Regions from separate parts of the Muntiacus reevesi genome. Here region 2 is linked to region 1. The links are chromatin contacts, called in public Hi-C maps. All regions are on one chromosome and are shown on one strand. The core of a region is the stretch at or near the end of the contact, and the rest is flanking DNA. Distances in the headings are between cores, read along the strand shown.

Region 1 (5,970 bases), core at 2,375-4,874:
ATATAAAGAGCTTCTTCCAGCTTTTCCTTGCTGTGAGGATGTACATTAATTTTTATACCAGTCCTTTATTGAGGAACATCTAAGTTATTCCCAACTTTCCTTCAATTAAAAACAATTCAGCAGTGAACAATCTGGTATTATATTTGTGTCATTTTGCATCTATGTTAGTCTGTCTGTAAGATAACTTTAAGATAACTGGAACTGGAATGAGTGGTTCAAAGAATATATGCATTTATGGTTTTGATATTCCCAAATTGCCCTCCACAGTACTAGTGCCAATTTGCACTCCCTCCAGGAATATATGAGCATTTATTTTCCCAAACACTGTGTGTTGTCAATCTAATGCATCAAAAATAACAATTCTGTATAATTTTTTTTTTTTTTGGCCATGCTGCATGACTTGCAGGGTTTCAGTTTTTCAACCTTGGGCCATGGCAGTGAAGGCCTGGAATCCTAACCACTAGGCTACCAGGGAATCCCCCAATTCTGTGCAATTTAATTCACATTTTTCTGTCCATGAGTGAAGTTGGCACATTTTCATATGTCTACAGACATATAAAAAACCAGCCATTTATATTATATCTTCTTTTCTATAAATTTTATGTTCACATTCTGCATTCATATTTCTACTGGATCACTGGTCTTAAAAAAATGTTTTTATTGATTTGTAGTACCCTTTTAGATATTAGAGAAATTAGTCCTTTGTCTGTAACATGAATTGTACATATTTTTTCCCAGTTTGTCATCAGTCTTAATGCTGCTTATAGTAGTTTTAACAATAATCTCAAGCACACTGATCCAACATGCTTTGTTTATTCTAACCACAGCATCAAAGAAACTTTCAGATAACAGGAGGACCCTTCTATTACCTCATCCTGGGGAATGACAACTTGAACAAGTCCATGGAAATCTCTTAGGACCAGGAAGATATTTTGCCTGATTAATGAAGAAAAGGAACATATTAGGATAAAATCTCTGAGACCAAAATTTAAGCAGGCAAAACAAATTAAACAAAAAACCCATGCAATTTCTCACGTTCTTTTTTTATAATAAATACTGTGCTTCATAGCTATCTATATTCATGCAATTATCTACATAGTTTATTAAGGAAAAAACACTTTTTTCATTTGCAATATCAATTTTTATTAGCTATATGTACAGCTTACTAATACTATCCAGATGACTTATTAATAAAAAAGCAGATTTTTAAAATTTTATTAGCTTAAGTCTCTATGAGAAAATTTAACTAAATTTGGAAACTTTCTACATATTAAAATCCAAAAGTAATATTTTAGGATATTAGAGACATCTGACTGGTCATTTTTTAAAATGCAGCAATATAAAATCTTACCTTTTTCTAAATATAAGACTCAATGGACATGTGTTTAAGCAAACCCTGGGAAACAGTGAAAGACAAGGAAGTCTGGTGTGTTGCAGTCCATGGGGTAGACTTAGCAACTGAACACCACCACCACCAAGTATGAGATGCAATCTAAAATTTTCTAAAAGAGGTCTGATACTAACTTAAACCTCTACAAACCATCAAAAGGTCCCCAAATCCCAATATTTTAGCATTCAACCTACATTTCTCACATTGTTTTTAATACCAAGAAGAGGTACAGAAAAGCCTCCTCAGATTTTCATTTCAGGAGATAGAAGTCACCAAATGTATGGGTCAAATATCCACCCAATGGGGACATATTTTTAGGAAAGTCACACAATCTATGTGTTTTGCAGCTCTTCATTGTGAATTAATGTGTTATTCACATATGTTCTAGAAATATAGAGCCAAACAACAAAAAAATGGACTCAACATCAAGGAATCATTGATCATATTTTCAGGCTTTTCTCTACCTAAATTTAGAATAAAATATGCTTTTTATGCTATGAAGCTTATCAGCTTACCCAATTACTGGTCCTAGGAACTCTTCAATATTAGTAAATCTAGGGACATTTCTGTCCTCTGGTGGATCACACTTCATTATTATAATCTTCAACAGATGTTACTGGTACTTACTGAGTGACACTATTTGAGTCTTTCAAAACAAAACAAAACTGAAAACTCAATGACTTCTGAGAATCCTGTAAGAGTTGCAAAGTTTTTATTCTTCTGAAGGTTAAAAATTAATAAAGGTTTGAAATTGCCTTGGGAAAACCATCATCATGTGTTCTTACACCACTTGCCTCTACCTTCGGAACTGAATCCATCCACACAAGGTGACTTCTTGGCCTAAGTGAGAAGAACGCAACTCTCCACACGTGTTCGTCCGGGCAACAAAGCTACTGAGTTCTTTAAAAAAGAGGGGGGAAAAGGCAAGATTAAAAATATATCATTTGCAAATTTCTGAGAATAGACTCTCAAATCATACCACCTTCGGTATTTCATGTCAATGGATAAAATCTAAAGTTGAAGAAGGTAATCAATCATTATTAAAATTGCCTGCAAATGTGTCAAAATCCAAGTGACTAACTCAATGTAAAATTTTGCCTGGTCTTAAGACTATAAATATTTTTGATCACTCAGCGTTTTCACTGATCCGTTCTTAATAGTGCACACTCTTCCTCAAATGAAGTAAAAGTCCCGGAAATTAAAGAAGTTTGTTGGTGCAGTAACTGGTTTTAGTATAAGAATCTAGAGTGAAAGAGTTACTTGTACACTAAAAAACCCTGTTCAAAGTATTCTTAAGTATGCAAGAATATTTTAGGCTTCTTATTTAGGCATCAATTAAATGAATAGACTATTCATGCGGTTACTCTACTGGTGTTTTTAAACTCCAGGGGAAAAAATAAAAAAGGAAGAGGGTGAATAATGTGCTTCTACACATAAAGCTAGCCAGTCAAGACTTGAGGGGAAATGGAATAAAGCACTCTGGCTGCAGAGAACAAGAGGCAGTGTTGTTCAGAGGACAAAGCTTCATCCTGCATTCACCTGGAATTCTCCTCTGTGAACTAAGTACCAGCCTTCGGGAGGCAGAACTCCAGATCAATTGGGTGGTCCTTCTGGTGGGTGTGGATAATCCCCTGCACAGTCGACTAAACCAACAGAACATGTTGGAGCCGCAGGATGGTAAGACGCTCAGGAATCTCACGCTGCAGGTGTTGGATGGTGGTCAAAAGTCAGTTTAGGCACTATAACAAATCCCTTAAAACGCCAGGAGTTCCCACTGTCTTCAATATTGAAGCCCTTGTCCGCTGAACATTCAAATGCTCGTGTAGGTAAACTAGATAAATCTGCAAAGTCTTTGGGGCCTTTGGGGAAGGTGAGTAGGGTAAAGATCTTTTAATACCCTTTCCCCCTTCTCAATGCATCCGTTTGCACTTCTATTAACAAAGGTAGGCCAGAAGCGACGAGCGAATGACTCCATACAGCAGCGCAAGGAGGGACACCACGACCGTGCAGAGGCAGCTAGGGGCCGGTCAGCAGGTACACGCCCTGCCCGTCTTTGCACGCTTTCCTGAAGGTTCCCGCGGGCAGAACCAGAAAATAGGAAAGAAATCAGCCCCGCATTTCAAACCTCCCAAACCTGTCGGCCGACCTCTAGTCTTCAGAAGGAGGAAGGCAAGCGAATCCACAATGTTTCTAGGGCCTGAAACCACGCACACATGCAGCTGGGCGCCAAGCACTCCTTAGGCCACCCCGCGACGAACCAAAATTACGGTAGAAGGAGTCAACCAATCAGAGCGCGGGGGAGGGGGAAGGGTGTCGTCGCAGCCATCTTTACTACGGGAGGAAATTTGAAGGAGTGCTTAACGCTGGTAGAAAAGGGAGGAAAATGACGACAGTGAGAGTAGGGAAATAGACGGTAGCAGTTAGATCGTTCCCATGCCCTCAGTTAAAATGGCGACCGCAGTTGCTTCATTAGCTTCACAGACTTGGAATCGGCGCCGCGGAGACGTCCTGCGTCCGCCCGCAGAGCGAGTCGGGAAACGATTTTAAACGGAGGAGGCGGCGGAACGCCAAGTTGCCGCTTGTCAAAGGCGGGATTTCCGAGCTGATGTTGGCCCCTGAGGGCTCAAGAGCCGAGGGGCGAGGTGGGACACATTGTCCCTTGCCCTTTCCCTCCGCGGGCTGAAGCAAACTCCTTATGAGCGAGGGTCGCGGAGCTGGTGGTTGAGGCAGCGGATATATCCCTTCCGGCTTGAAGTGCCGAGCTGGCCTGGCGTCCTTGGGAGCGGAGGTCTTCTTGCTGGGCCCGTTTGCGTCGGTCTTCAAGCGTCTTGTGGTGGAGGGAGAGGGAATTTGGGAGGGCCAGGGGTTCCTCTGGACTTTCTCTTTGCTGTCATTTTGGCGGCTTTTTTACTTCGAGGGATTTCAGTTTCGATGTAGTTTTGGATCCCGGCTTGAAGAATGATTCGTGAAGGGAATGGGTGACAGCGTCGTCACAGCATTTTATTGGTAAGATGCTTTGTTATTGGTTCAGCCATAGCAGTAAACTCTGTTTTGCCCTGTCGTGTGGTCGTTACCCTTACAATACTTGGCTGCTCAAGTGCATCCTCTGCAAAACCTTTCTTCACCCCCTTCTCCTACCAGTTACACATGCATGAAACATTTTGCATCCAACCTTAGAGGACTGTTAGATTTTGGAAAGACCGTTTGTTCATGGATCTTGGGGTAAGAACTAAAGCAGTAAAGAGTGAACCCGAATAGGGTCAGATACTATGATCAGATAAGGTAGTGCCTTGAAGCCCAGACAGAGAGTTCTGACTCCATTTATTTAGATGTGTGGGAATTGTTACAGTATCTCAAGCAAGGTAATAACAAGGTAAAAGAGGTGTCTGTGGAAAAACTAGTCTTGGGTTGGGGAAAAGATTGGGTTGGGGAAGGGGGCTTGGGTTGGGAATAAGTGGCTAAAATTAAGAATGGAAGTGAAGGTGATTTGAGAGGGCTAATAAGTATATTTTTAAGAAATATGTCAGAATTTGATGGTAATTTGGATGTAAAACTTGACTGAAGAGTAAAAGATGACTAAGGTGTATTTTAATGGGCAGGGAGAAAAATGAGAAGGAAGAATTGGAACTGTTACTGAGAAACAGGGTAGTTGGAGAGGAAAGAGTGGTCCTGGAATAATGTTTAGCTTTGACCTTAATGAGTTCGAGGACACAGAAGTTCAGTGTTTTACAGGAAATTGGAAATGCAGGTGCAGAGGTATGGGACCAGAGGAGTCACATATTGAATGAATGTTTCCTTATGGAAAACAAGTGATTTCAGAGTTTGGGGAGACACCAGTTGTTGCAACTGGAGGAAGCAAAGGAGTCAGCAAATGAATCAGAAGAAACTGTAAGAAACAAGGAGGAGAAATAGTTGAGTGTTTGAAAAGAACAAGATAGCAGAAAGTTTAGAGGAATAAGGATGAGCAAACTTGATGACCCAGTGATTGTCCATGATTTTCACAAAAACATTGTTGACAGTCTTCAAAGGGCAGTGGTAATCTTCAAATTGCAGTGTCTTTATAGTGATAGATACATAAGAGATTGCTGAAGATATCTAGTAAAATATTTATTAGTAAATGGAGGCAATAGTTGTATACCACAATTCCAGGAAATTGGTCTCAAAAGGAATGAGATGAATAGGTTTTAAACAAAAAATTTTTAGTGTTAGGAAGATGAGAATATGCTCAGCAGTGGAAGAAAAATATCCTGTGGAATAGAGATAAGAGATGATAGAGGTTTGAAATAAACATGGAAGATTGTGCCTAAGGGGAATGTGAAGGAATATGGAGATTGAGAATATCAGTTGATGGACTGACTTTAGAAAGCAAGTAAAAGGACCTCTCTCCTTATAGTTGGAAGAATATTAGGACAGTAAAATATTGAATCAAGATATATTTTTAATCTCTTTAATTATCAAACAGGGCAAAAATACTCATTGTTGAGTATGGAATGAGAAAATAAAATAGATATAAATCATTTTCTGATCTTTAATGCATGGATTGGGCTATTTCACATTACTGTAGTATTAAATGCTCAAGG
Region 2 (5,970 bases), core at 2,492-4,991, 160 kb before region 1:
GAATGGCAAACCACTTCAATGTTCTTGCCTTGAGAACCCCATGAACAGTATGAAAAGGCAAAAAGGTATGACACTGAAAGATGAACACCCCAGGTCAGTAGGTGCCCAGTATGCTACTGGAGAAGAGTGGAGAAATAACTCCAGAAAGAATGAAGAGACAGAGCTAAAGCAAAAACAACACCCACTTGTGGATGTGACAAGTAATGGAAGTTTAGTCTGACGCTGTAAAGAGCAGTATTGCATAGGAACCTGGAATGTTAGGTCCATGAATCAAGGTAAATTAGAAGTGGTAAACAGGAGATGGCAAGAGTGAACAGTTGACATTTTAGGAATCAGTGAACTAAAATGGACTGGAATAAGTGAATTTAACTCAGATGACCATTGTATTTACTCCTGTGGGCAAGAATCCCTTAGGAGAAATGGAGTAGCCATCACAGTCAACAAATGAGTCCGAAATGCAGTACTTGGATGCAATCTCAAAAATGACAGATTGATCTCTGTTTGTTTCCAAGGCAAACCATTCAATATCATGGTAATCCAAGTCTACGCCCCGACCAATAATGCTGAAGAAGCTGAAGTTGAACAGTTCTATGAAGACCTACAAGACTTTCTAGAACTAACACCCAAAAAAGATGTTCTTTTCATTATAGAGGACTGGAATGCAAAAGTAGGAAGTCAAGCAATACCTGGAGTAACAGGCAGATTTGGCCTTGGAGTACAAAACGAAGCAGGTCAAAGGCTAACAGAGTTTTGCCAAGAGAATGCACTGGTCATAGCAAACACCCTCTTCCAACAACACAAGAGAAGACTCTACACATGGACATCACCAGATGGTCAATACCGAAATCAGCTGTACTTTAATAGATCTAATTCAAACTTCATTCTCATATCCTCCAATGAGCCATCTATTGAAGCTGATTGTACTTATATGCCTCAATGTACAGATCTAATGCACAGTATTGACATCTGTCAAAAGGTAGGTTCTATGACATTAGAATGATGATTCCCACTAGTTTTTCCTTTTAACTTTCACAGAAGTCTATATTTTTATGCAAGAATCATCAAGCTATTTTATACTCCAGCTGTTGACAAGTACTTCTCATTGTATTCTTCCCACTAGATTATTACATTTCTTTAAGGCAGGGACACATGATTCATGTATCTTTGAATTTTTTCCTCCTCTTCTAGTCCTTCCCACTCTCTAGCCCCCCTACTCAATAACATGGCATTTATCTATAACAAAGAGTTGAGTATATATGTGACCTACCGAACTTATCCTAGTCTCTGTTCCAGCTGTTGCAGTGAGTGAGTTGGTAGCTAAGGTTTTTTCCTAGCCCTAATACAACAAGCAATGCTTTAAGTTGAAAATTACACATTCCAGATCAATTTTAAAGCATGTGGTAACAAAAAAATCACTTAGCATAAACTAAAAAGCATAGCCTATTCTAAATAAATAATCAAAACATTATATAGGCATATCAGAAAACACATTTAAAAGATTTATAAGGCCTTATTCTGATTTGTGTGTGACATTAAAAAAACAGCACTAAAATTTTTTTAGGGTTCATGCTAAGAGCAAAATTGTATTTGGTTACTGTCATTCTTATTTGACTGATCAAGAAACTAAAGACTATAATGATATATATCTAAAATGGATTTTTAAAGAACATTTGTATACCTTTTGTGTGCCATGTGCTGTTCTAAGCCCTTTACATGAAAATTTACTTATAAATTTCACTGGATTAAAACAAATTATATAATTTAAGCATTTAGAAGCTTAAATATAATTTAAATTTCAACATAATTATTTAATCTTTTTCATATTAACTTTCAACACCCTAAAATGGTTACTATTATTTAACAATAACAGAGCAAAAATTTTAAACAGCAGCATCAGGGGGGAAAAGTGCTGAATTCACTCGCTAGAATTCTTACAGAGTTAATTTGGGAATAAAATCCAGGATATCTTTTTTTTTCCACTGAATAACTATATTATCTGTTAAATAGACTCAGTCTCATGGGAGAAATTATTCTCTGCACTTAATACATCTACCCTATCTGGGGCATTCAAAGCATATAAACAACTTTTTGTAGATTAGTTTTTATTGCAAACACTTGTTTTCTTCAAAGCTCGTCTTTTTTTTTGCCAAATGTTTGTTTAATTATATCATTAAAATGAATTTTGGGAAGCCCCTGCATTTTAAACTTATTTTTAACAAAAATAAAAATAAATTTAACTTAAAAACCTTACTTTTTAAGGGGACCTTGAAGCGGGTCTACCTGTTGAGGTGTAACTATTAACAGTTCAAATAAATTACATGATCTAGGTTGACTGTAATGAAATTTGGCTTAGTTGCTTCACCTAAACAGGGAAGTTGGCATGTTTGCCTAGCAACAGCCGCTGAAACCTTCTGTTGTGGAAGGTTCCCTAGGAGTGAGGAGGGAGGAGGAGGAAAAACTGGAGGAACAGATTAATCTGTTTTTCCCAGCAGGAGACGGGAGGCCTGGCTAAGGGAAATGCTATCCAAAAGATAGCCTTTAGATTAGCACACACCCACCTAATCCCTCCATGGTAGCTAGAAATTTGCCCTTGGCAGGACTGGGGTTACTATTTACTGGGTTGAAGAGATGGTTACTGATTCAGCCCACTTCAAAGAGACTAAATTCCAATCAGTATAAAGATATCAATAGGTCGTCTAGAAAGAAGCTGAAATCTGAGTAGCAGGAGGGTGTTAGCAACTAAAAAGAACTGTTCTCTGCTCAGAATTTAGGAAGGTGTGTGATATATTATTTACAAATAATATAAAAACACTGGCTGTTATAGTAATTGAATTTATCACTTTAAAAGCAGAAGCTTCTCTAAACATAGTACTTCTTTTGGTATTGGGGATGTATGCAGGGAAGAAAGGACAGAACTGCAAAATCTCTCTTCTATTGGCCAGACCTGAGGAAAAAACAAAGGGATGATAATGCAGAGGAGTATTAACTGGGTGCTTATTTGAGGACCGTCTCTATTCTAGATGATTTATTTTGTAATTAGGACTGTATGGTATAAGAAGAATCCCCATTGCTCTCCTTTCTTAAAAGCAAATGTTTGGTTAAACTGAATAGTCTTGAAGGGGTCTCCCATGGCCCCAAATGAAAATGGTTTCTTTTCCATAAGGGAGAAGAAACTTTCAATAACTACAAGGTTAGCTTTTAGATCCGAGTTTTTTCTTCTAAGAGCCAGTTCTTTTCCTGCCCTCCCTCAGACAACTCTTAATTGGTCATATAGGCCTGGAGAGACTGTTCAGCCCTGTTGGGAGGCTGAATTCTTCAGAGACTCCTGACTAGGGCAAAGCTGGTGTGATCAAGAACCAGGATAAAATGAGATAAGAACAAATTCTTCTGGGGTGTAGGAGGAGAGACGTGAAAAAGAAACAAGAGCAGAGGGACGAGTTGAGAAAGCCAAGGGGCTAGAGGTGAGCGCGGGACCGGTTGGAAACGTCAGACATTTTCCAATTCACCCTCGCCGTCTGGCCACTTGCCCGCGGGACGCCGAGGCGCTGGAGGACCAGTTCTTCGGCTCAGGGCGTGGGTGCGCGCCGGGTCCAGGCGGGGAGCGACGCCGCCCTCCCTCCACGGCGTTGGTGGCGGGTGACTCAGAGCTTTGCTCCCGCGCCCGCCCCGCCCCCTCCGCCTGCCCCGCCCCCGGAAGGAGGAGCCTCGCCCTCGTCTCCGCCCCAGTCTCTGGGGCGGGCCGGAGCCCGAGGAAGAGGAAGGGGACGAGGACAACGAGCGACGGGGCGGAGGAGGAGGAGGAGGAAGAGGAGGCAGACCAACAAGATGGCCCCTGCTGCAGGAGCAGCCTCAGCAGCAGGTGGGGGGCCGGAGGCGGCGCTGGTGGTGGCGGCGGCGGCCGTGGCCCGGCGGCCTGGGACAGAGTCAGAGTCGACGGTGGCAGCGGCGGCGGCGGTGGCTGCCCCGGCGGTGGCGACGGCCGCGGGGACTCGGAGCTGAGAGGAGCTACTGCTCGGACCAGCGCGGTGAGCGAGCGGCAGGCGGCGGCGGCGGCGTGGGGAGCCGGGCGGCCGCGGCCCGGCCTCCGTCGGGAACAATAGGCGGCCGCGGCGGGGCAGGGGCTGTCCTCGGCCGCCCTCGGCTCCTCGGCCGTAGCGTCCGCCCGCCCGGCCTCGGGCCCCGCCGGTGGTCCGGGGACTTGTCAGTGGCCGGCGTCCTTTAGGCCTCAGGCCTCCGCGTGCCGCCGGGAGGGCCTGCAGGGGTGGGTAGGCCGTGGGGATGTACAGACGCCGCCCTGGACGAGGGGAGGGCGAGGGAGGCTTGGGCCATAGGGAGGGGGCCACCAGGCTGCCCAGCTCCTCTGTTAGTCCGAGAACCTCGGCGGGAGCAAGAGAGCCTCCGGGGGATGCTTTTGGACCCTCGGGCTGCGGGGGTGGAGGAGGTGCAGGCGTCTGTAAACAGGCGCCGCCTCTGCCTCCCTGCACCTCAAGGCTGCTCCTTCTCCCCTGCCCCTTAAGCGCTCCCCTTCCTTGGCCAAGTGGGCTTTACGAAGTCTCTGCCTGGAGCTACTGCAGAGCGAGCCCGGTAGTCTTTTTTTCCTTCCCGGCGGCGCTAGGGCGGTTAGGTTTGCAGGTGTTTTTTTTTAAAAAAAAAAAAAGTGCACAACAGCAAGAAATCTACCAGGTAAAATGTGATTATCGACAAAGGATGGAGAGAGAGCTAAAGGCTGCTCCTCTTTAAACATCTCTAGGCATCGGTTCTCTGTAAACATCAATTGTGTCCGCTTCCAGGGTGAGAGTGAAACAAGGGCTCTTTTGGAACGGTAAATAATATAACTCTTGACATCCCAGAATAGTCCCAGAAACTGGAAACAAAGCCACTTACTGGCAACGCGGAGACAAATTGTAATGTTTGAATAGAACTTTTCTTCAAAGGAACCGTTTTAAATTATTAATGTGCCTCATAAGAAGCAACATTAACTAGATAAAATAGACCTAATGAAGCATTTCTTCAGGAGACAGAAGAGGTTCATCTCCAGGCCAAAACTGGTCTTTTTTTTTTTTTTAACAATTTTCAAAAAGTAGAAACAACTGTTCTCTGTTGGATGTTTAGACTTATCAAGACGCATTATTAGTTGCCCTGTGTAGTGATTTCTGAAATGTCAACAATTAACTACTATTTCTCCTAAACTTAACTTCTCAAGGAGGAAATTATCCAAGTTATTTCAATTTCAGTTTCTATGGCGGTATGGAGAAATTTATATTAAAATTGTTTGAATGTGTCCGAAAGACTGCTTTCCACTATTTAACATTCACTGTCATGGTCCAATTAGTTTGCGTTCTTCACAGGACCTGTGCTGTGCAGAGAATATGCCAGTTGATATCTTTTACACAGTTTTAGGGTGAACTTCTAAGTAGAATTGTCCATATCTATTGTAATTTAGAGCATTTTCAGGTTATATGAAGTTTAATGAGAAGCACTGGTCCTTGGTTCTTCCACAAGAACTCACGGTAAATAGACTAGCAATTGAATAAACGTGGAGGTTGGACTGTTTTTTTGTTGTTTAGAATTGAAGTATAATAGATGATATGAACGACTTTAATTTTATGTCTAGTATAAATAATGTGGATGTTTTGACTTTTTAGGTAGTGGGGAAAGAACAACTTTCACATGGCTCCTGCTGATGTGAATGTTCTGGGAATACATTTCGACAGGGACATTTTTTAAGTGTTCAGAGTTATAATTTAATCAGTGGGTGTTTTTTTTTTTGCGAATTTTGTTAGGTTGATACAGAGTGCAAGTAATCTCTGTATCATAATGATACTTCAATTTATCTGTGAATGATGCTTAAATTTATCTGTGACTCTAAACCTATTAGAACAATTGTAGTAACTTATGATTTTGTAAATTTTAAGTGATCAGTGTGCTTTGTTGTGGAAACAGATCTGTGTTAAGGACTAATTTGCCTCA

Evidence for each region. A called contact is a pair of places that touch in the nucleus more often than the background predicts.
Region 2: a Hi-C map of muscle shows a contact between it and region 1, with 4 times the contacts expected there. The contact joins the promoter of RC3H1 here to the promoter of DARS2 in region 1. A contact is called at or near these places in 2 of 3 Hi-C or Micro-C datasets (blood and muscle).

Annotation. Positions count from the first base shown.
Region 1 is chr5:100,995,093-101,001,062 of mMunRee1.1, reverse strand. DARS2 (aspartyl-tRNA synthetase 2, mitochondrial) reads right to left here and starts at 3,624. Exons shown (of 17, transcript XM_065936071.1): 1 at 2,930-3,624; 2 at 2,191-2,290; 3 at 870-936. The coding sequence starts at 3,050. CENPL (centromere protein L) reads left to right here and starts at 3,938. Exons shown (of 5, transcript XM_065936070.1): 1 at 3,938-4,396.
Region 2 is chr5:101,152,850-101,158,819 of mMunRee1.1, reverse strand. RC3H1 (ring finger and CCCH-type domains 1) reads left to right here and starts at 3,741. Exons shown (of 20, transcript XM_065936084.1): 1 at 3,741-3,859.